2 separate regions of the Rattus norvegicus genome follow, and region 2 is linked to region 1. A link is a contact called in public Hi-C data. All regions are on one chromosome and are shown on one strand. Each heading gives the region's core, a stretch centred on a gene start, on an enhancer-like site or on the middle of the called end of the contact. The rest is flanking DNA. Distances are from core to core; before and after follow the strand shown. Region 1 holds the start of Mnt (MAX network transcriptional repressor). Region 2 holds the start of Hic1 (HIC ZBTB transcriptional repressor 1).

Region 1 (3,359 bases), core at 519-3,018:
TCATAAACCCTCTTTTAGCCTCTATGAGAGCGCGCCAAAGTTGGCCCTTTTTATGCGAGCTTATTCCAATGTGGCCGGGGTGTTGCCAGAAGGGCCTAGGAACACCGTTAGTGGGTCAGTTAGATGTTACTTGGAGATGTCACTCTGAGATTCTGAGGATTTCCCTCGCTACAGGATCAAAAACAGGAGGCTTCAGCAAGAGCAGAGGCGAATATAGCTCCTCCTACCCAGGGCAAAGGCTCTCCCTGGGAGATGGCCAGCAACCAGAGCTAGAGGCCAACCCGACTCAAGGCCCCTCGCCAGCCCCGCCCAGGCCCCGCCCCCGGGCAACCGCGAGGAGGTGAGGAGGGGCCGGGCCTCACAGTCCCCAGCGGGAGTGTCCCCCGTGCACGTGGTCGGGGGCGGAGCCTGCTTACATCACCACTCTGGGTAACCAACGGGCTTGGGACGCAGGCACACGCAACATTCCAGCCAAGAGCGGGTTTGAAACGCGCAGACACGCCACATTCCACACCGGCTAAAGCAGGGCAAGGCAGGGGGGCCTAGGGCTGCCCCAGCGACCCGCGGGACACTCACATGCACCCAATCAGCGCAGCTCTCAGCCAAACCTTAGACGTGCGACCCAGCCCAGCTCTGGGAGGCGGGGTCAGGCGGGGCTGGCCAGGATCATAAGACACGCGATGTCATTTCATTCTGCAAAGGCCGCCTCCGCCCCAAGCAGCGCGTAGATCTGCCGGGAGCGCTCCCCGCACCCTCTAGCCCGGGCCAGGGAATCCGAAGAGCGGATCCGCGTAGAGTATTCCCCACCCCCACCCAGTTACGCACACGCCCACTCGTGTGCTGTACAAACACCCGTGTACACGTCCGTTCATCCGCTCTTTCTCGGCTCCCATCACACATCATCTTGCTGCACACACGCAAGCACACGCGGGTCTGCCACCCCCACACATCAACATCCCTCTCCCCATCCCCCGGTTCACACATTCTCAATGGTAGCGAGGGCGCCGCCCGCCCACAACTAAGGGGCCCCCCACTGAAGGTGTACGGGGTGCCAGGCAGCTAGGGTGGTACCCGCAGAAACTGGGTCCCTCTTTGCATGTTAATGAATTCATTAATTATTTTCAACGTTCGCATCACTCCTCCCGGATGGCAGCTCTTGTGGGGAGTCTGTGCCCGGCTTTTTAGGTCGCACCATAAAGGGGCCTGCCTGGGATTTCCAGTGAATTCGGGGATCGGGGTCACTGGCCTCCCCTTTTGCCCAGTGCCCCAGGGGCCCAACCGGGCCGCTCACCACGTGCTCTCTGTTGTTGCTGCGCTTGCCATTCCAGGAAGCGGGCCGCCTCCAGTAGCGTCTCTATGCTCATCGCGCCGAGAGCAGCCGGGGGCGCGCCGGGGCCAAGGCTGCGGCCCGCGAGCCAAGCACAGGTCAGGCTGGCGGGCCGGCAGGAGGGAGGGATCACCTCCGGGGGGCGACAGGGCTGGGCGGAGCAGCGCACTCCTCAGGAAAGAACGGGGGAGCACGGGGAGAAAAATCAATGTCTCCAAAATATTTGCAAAATAAAAATTTGCAAATTAAAAAAAATTTTGATGCAAAAAATAAAAAAGGCGCACTGCCTTCTTCCTTCCTTCTTCCTCTTCCTCTCTTCCGATGCCTCCCGCCCCGCGGCCCCCGGAGTCCCGCCGACAAGAAAGGGCTTTGCAACAAGATGGCGAGGAGGCACCGACACACACAACAAGGGAAGGAGCCGCGCTGCCCCCGGCCGCCGCCCCCGCTACTACACCGGGGCCGCAGCCAAAGCCCGGACCGGAGCCCCCGCCCGCAGGGCCGCGGCGTCTCACTGAGGGCGGGGTCGCGCCAAGGATAGCCCCGCCCATCGCGCGCGCACACGTGGCTTGGGTGGGGGTGAGAGATGGAACCAGGCTTCCGCGCTGTTTCCGCTCTCCCTATTTGCCCCTCCTCTCCGTGGCCAGCCACAAGTTAAACAGGGGTTGCGTGCTTGGGGCATTCACGGCGGGATCTGCCCTGCAGAAAGAATGGGAAGCCCAAGGCTTTGGTTAGCTGAGACGTGGTGACACAGGTCAGGGAGACCTACATTCTAACCTCCAGGTCTCTACACCCCACATAGACACGACCTAAATCCTGCAGCCGTCCGGTCTGTCGCAATTACACCCGGGATCCGCCCCTGGGCGGAGCTGACAGCGGACTGCTAGAGTCCTGACAGAGGGACCGGAGAGCTGATCCCGTTCCGGATTTTGTCTCTGTTCCTCCCCCCGCAGTGCGTTCGCATCCTATTAGGCTACATCACCAGGCCGCCCGCCAATGGGTGGGCAGGACAACACGGCATGGAGCAGCTCCACATGGACACCCCGCGCCGCCAGCCTTGGGTTTAAAGGGCCAGTGTCTTCAGGGTCGTATTAGCGGGTGCGGATAGGGCCACCGGGTGACGGTAAGGTGAGACACCTACAGGGGGAATTCCGCAGTCGTGCTGAGGCCCATCCCCTGCTTTACATCACCCTCCCATTCAAAACCAGGTCTTCCTTCTTCTAAATTCTTTGTCCACCAGTTTTGATATGGGTGGAGACAAAAAGTGTGCCACTCCAGAGGCCACCTCGTTGTTGGGCCCCGGCCCCAGTAGTCAAAGAGCGAAGCATCTGAAACCCAGGCCAAGGAGGCGTGGCCTAAATCAGGAACAACAACGTGGAGGGCGGAAGCTGTGCGCTACCCTGGCTGCCTGCTGGGCGCGGGGCGGGGTCGCTCACTAGGTTGGGCTGGAACCGCGCTCTCTCCTAAGCTCGCCAGTCAGCCTTTATCCTGACTCCAAGGTTTAGAGGACCTTCCTTGGGTACAATCAAAAAGATCTTTGAAGTCAGCTTGCCCAAATCATTGAACTTTGCAGGTAAGAAAACTGAGGCCCAAGTGAAGGGACTACTTCAACTGCTCCTTGTTCCATCGAAATCTGGTCAGACCTCTCTCAACCAACCGTCTGTCTCTTACCACCTCCGTCCTCACAAAAGTGAAGGACTATCAAACTGCAATGCAGGAAGGGTCTGAGCACTCACATATTCTTGATTAGGACAACAGAAATGTCCTATATCTGAAACCCAACCACACTGTATGGCTACTTTGGTGGAAGCCATACAATCTCCATTCGTACAATTAGCATTGAAAGCACTAAAATATCATGAGCACAATAGAGTCGACCGAGTTACTGTCTCAGTGCTAGGAATAGGCAGTTTACCTGTTAATGCGTCAACCTCCTTGGTAGCCAATGCAAAGAAAGTGGAGACATGGCAGTGCTTTCAGGATCTTGGGCTCCACCACACAGCACCGGGAAGCAATCCGCCAGGCGTTAGAGCAG
Region 2 (3,359 bases), core at 612-3,111, 320 kb before region 1:
GATTTGGCCTCTGATTTGGTGGGAGAACTCATAATTGTCAAAACTCATCCCTAAGAGCACTTCTGGGGAGCCTTCTTATCCCCAACACCCCATTACACTTCCGCTTCAGACCCAAGGCATATCCGTCGACAGAGACCCTGTTCAGTTCTCCCAGAGCTCAGAAATTGCGGAGCCCACTGTGGGACTGCAGTGTTTGTCTTGTATGGACACTGTTCGGAGACACAACGTAGTAAGTGGATTAGATGGAGCCGGAGCACACCGCCGCGAAAGCCTGGTGAGTCTTGAGGACTCTTCGAACCAGAAGCCTAGGCCTGGCGCTAAAGTCCCCGGCCAAAGAAACGCAGCCTCTAGGGGGCGCCCAAGACCTTGGTGTCTCACTGGTACAGCTAGAGGCCAGGCCGGCGGGCTCCGGGCGAGTGACTCAGCCACTACCTCAAGCGGGGGAGTGGGGGCTCGAGGACAGCGTGGGGAGCGGCAAGCGCAGCCCCCACCCGCCCTGAGCTCCGCGCGGTTGCTAAGCTCTCCAAGGCCTCTGAGAGATGAGATCCCCGGAACCTCATTGGTTACCATAGTAACTCTGCACCCCAGCCTCTCCGGCTTGGCCACGGAGGAAGGCACAGCCAATAAGAAGCTGTGGGCGGTTTGGGGGGACCCCCCCTGTGGTGTGGGCGGGGGTCAGGAGGTGCGGGGAAGAGGCGGAGCGTGGGCCACGGAGGCGCGGTGCCTGTAACGGTGCTTGTGCCTCCGCCCCGCTATGCAGGGACATTTCCGGTGAGCACCCAAGAGCTGGTGCACGGTCCCCTCCCTCCTAGAAGAGGCGTCGCCAACATGAATTGAGCCCTCCTTCATGTGGCGTATAGGATTTTTTTTTTTGAGGGGGGTCTCAAGCCGCCGGTTCTCGTGATATCTCTCGAATGGTGTATTGGAACAGTTTAGGATCCCTCAAAACTGTTTAGATGGGGGGTGGGGGAGTTGAGAGGCATGTCCCAAGGGGGCTTTGTCCAGCTACGTCCAGTGGAGGGTTCTAGGGTCCTTCTGGAGACCGGCAAGTTCGGGGAGGGCTCTTTGGTAGGTCCTCTTCCCTGTTTCACATACTAGCCTCTTCAGAAGCCCAAGACATTGGGACTCCGGGAGAGGGGCGGACTGCCTGTGTAAACATGCGCACCCTCGAGTGTCACTGCTGGGACAGTGTTTGAATGTGGACGGTTTATGATATGCATACTGATAACATGTGTCTGGGGGAGAGTTGGAATTTTTCTCCCCAGTGAGTTCAAGTGAATAATGGTGCTCAGAAATGCCTAATAAAAGCCACCCTCGTCCGGCTCCGAACTTATTTACCTTCAACTCACGTAAGATTTCTAAAATCGCCCTCTCACAACATACTGTCAGTAGTGTTCCAACCCGATCCCCCTTTTAAAGATAGGGCCTCATGTAGTAGAGGCTGACCTTGAACTCCTGGTCCTCTTGCTTCCAACTCCCGAGTGAATGCTAAGATGATTACAAGAGTGCGCCACCAGCCCTGGCTTGAGTTCCCCATTTGAAGACAGAACCTTTTCCGAATTGGTGCAATATTACTTTTAAATATGTACTCGGAAGCACTCAGCACAAAACCCCAAGGTTTACGGGACTCCCAGGTCCGATCGATATCTGGGTCTCCAGGTGGGCACATCTGGAAGCGCGCGAACCTTCAAGATCTCCAGCTCAGCTCCGCATCTGCAAGCCTCCAGCCCAGGTGTGCGCCAGAGGTCGCAGCCCAGCCGTACACAGCCCCGCGCGGCCGCGAGGTGGCGCCATGGCCGCAGCAGCGTCTGCCGGTTCGGGCCGCTCCAGATAAGAGTGTGCGAAAAGCGCGGAGGGGCTGAGACGCGATCAGGACGCGGGGAGGACGGACCGGCAAGACAGACCGACCGGGGGCCCGGCGGGCGGAGGGCAGCGCACTGCAGCCACGTCCCCCCCTGGATCCGCCGGCAGCCGGGCCCGGGGCTTCCGACATGCCCCCCAGGTGGGTCCTGGAGTTGGCGACAGGGAAGGGCCAGGGACCCGGGACAGTCCGGTCCTCGCGCGCCGGCCGCCTCAGGAGCATCCTCAGGCGTGGGCGCCCCAGTCGCGGCTGGCGCTTGGGGCTCTAAGTGTCTTCCCTAGAGGACTCGGGATGGCCCGACTGCTGCTCGGCGCCGGGTTCACGGCGGGGTCAGCGGCCCGGGGCCGGCTCTGCCCGCACATGGGCTGGGGAGGAGAGGGGAAGGCAAGGGGAGCCGGCGGGCGGGGCTGGCAGGGGCGCTGCCCTGGCACAGCTCGGCGCCTGGCAGCGGGGCGGGTGGGGCGCAGGCTAGGAGCTGCCACCGCCTCAGGGAGGGAAGCCGGGCTGGGCTGCCGCCGCAGGTAACGGGCCGGCGAGGCCCTGCGGGCCAGGCGGGGAACAGGGGCGGGCGTGCTCGCCGGAGGGCAGGGCGGCTTTAGGTTTGGTGTGGGTCCCCGCGGCCACCAGGCTGCTGAAATTGGGGGCCCAGAGGAGAAACTGGGGGCCGGGGAGAGGGGCTGGGGCCGGCGCGCTCCTCCCGCCCTTTCTGAAGTTGGGAAAGTTTTCCCCAAGTTTGGGGCGGCAGTGTTTCGGGGGAGACGGGGCGGAGGGGAGCTGGGGAAGAGATGTAGAGCCGAGGCCCGGGCTGGGTCCAGAACGCGGGTGGGGCGCAGGCCAGGGTCAGGGCCGCAGCCGGCTGTGCGCCGTGCCCGCCCGGGGCGCTGCCCCCTCCCTCCCCTGGGAGCTGCGTGGCTCCCCCCTCCCCCCCACCTGCTTCCTGCCTCAGCCTCCTGCCCCGATATAACGCCCTCCCCGCGCCGGGGCCCGGCCTTCGCGCTCTGCCCGCCACCGCAGCCACTGTCTCCGCTCCCCGTGCCGGGGCGGCGGGCCCAAACGAAGGCCTGACAGCCCCCGGCCAGGGCGGCGCCTGGATGGGCATCGTGCTCCTGTCTTCCTTATCACTTCCCCTAACCGGGGCAACTTCTCTCGAGGCGGGAGGCGCTTCTAAATCGGCTCCTTTTCTCCCCACTTGGGCAAACTTTTCGGCCCTGAATGACTTTTCCTGAAGCGGACATTTTACTTAAATCGGGTAATAGTCTCCGAAAGGGTCATTTCGCCCTAACAGATTTCTCCCTGGAAGTTCCCAGCACCCAGCTCCAGTGCCCAGGAGCATCTGGGTCTGGGACAAATAGGCTAACCTGGCCTCCTCTCCATCCACAGCCTTGATCTTCCTGCTCCTTCTGTCTAGGGCCAGCGGGCCTAGGCTGCCACTCCCGGAGGCCGCTGATCCTCCTCGGCTGCTGTTCAGGCCGAGGTGCTCCATGCCCCTGCTCAGCTG

The links. Hi-C and Micro-C count contacts between places; a contact is called where the count stands out from the background.
Region 2: a contact with region 1 is called in a Hi-C map of mammary epithelial cells, with 2.2 times the contacts expected there. The contact joins the promoter of Hic1 here to the promoter of Mnt in region 1. A contact is called at or near these places in 2 of 12 Hi-C or Micro-C datasets (Schwann cells and mammary epithelial cells).

What each region holds. Positions count from the first base shown.
Region 1 is chr10:60,196,368-60,199,726 of GRCr8, reverse strand. Mnt (MAX network transcriptional repressor) reads right to left here and starts at 1,768. Exons shown (of 6, transcript NM_001105807.2): 1 at 1,292-1,768. The coding sequence starts at 1,364.
Region 2 is chr10:60,515,947-60,519,305 of GRCr8, reverse strand. It overlaps Hic1 (HIC ZBTB transcriptional repressor 1), which reads left to right and starts at 1,861. Exons shown (of 2, transcript NM_001422893.1): 1 at 1,861-2,002.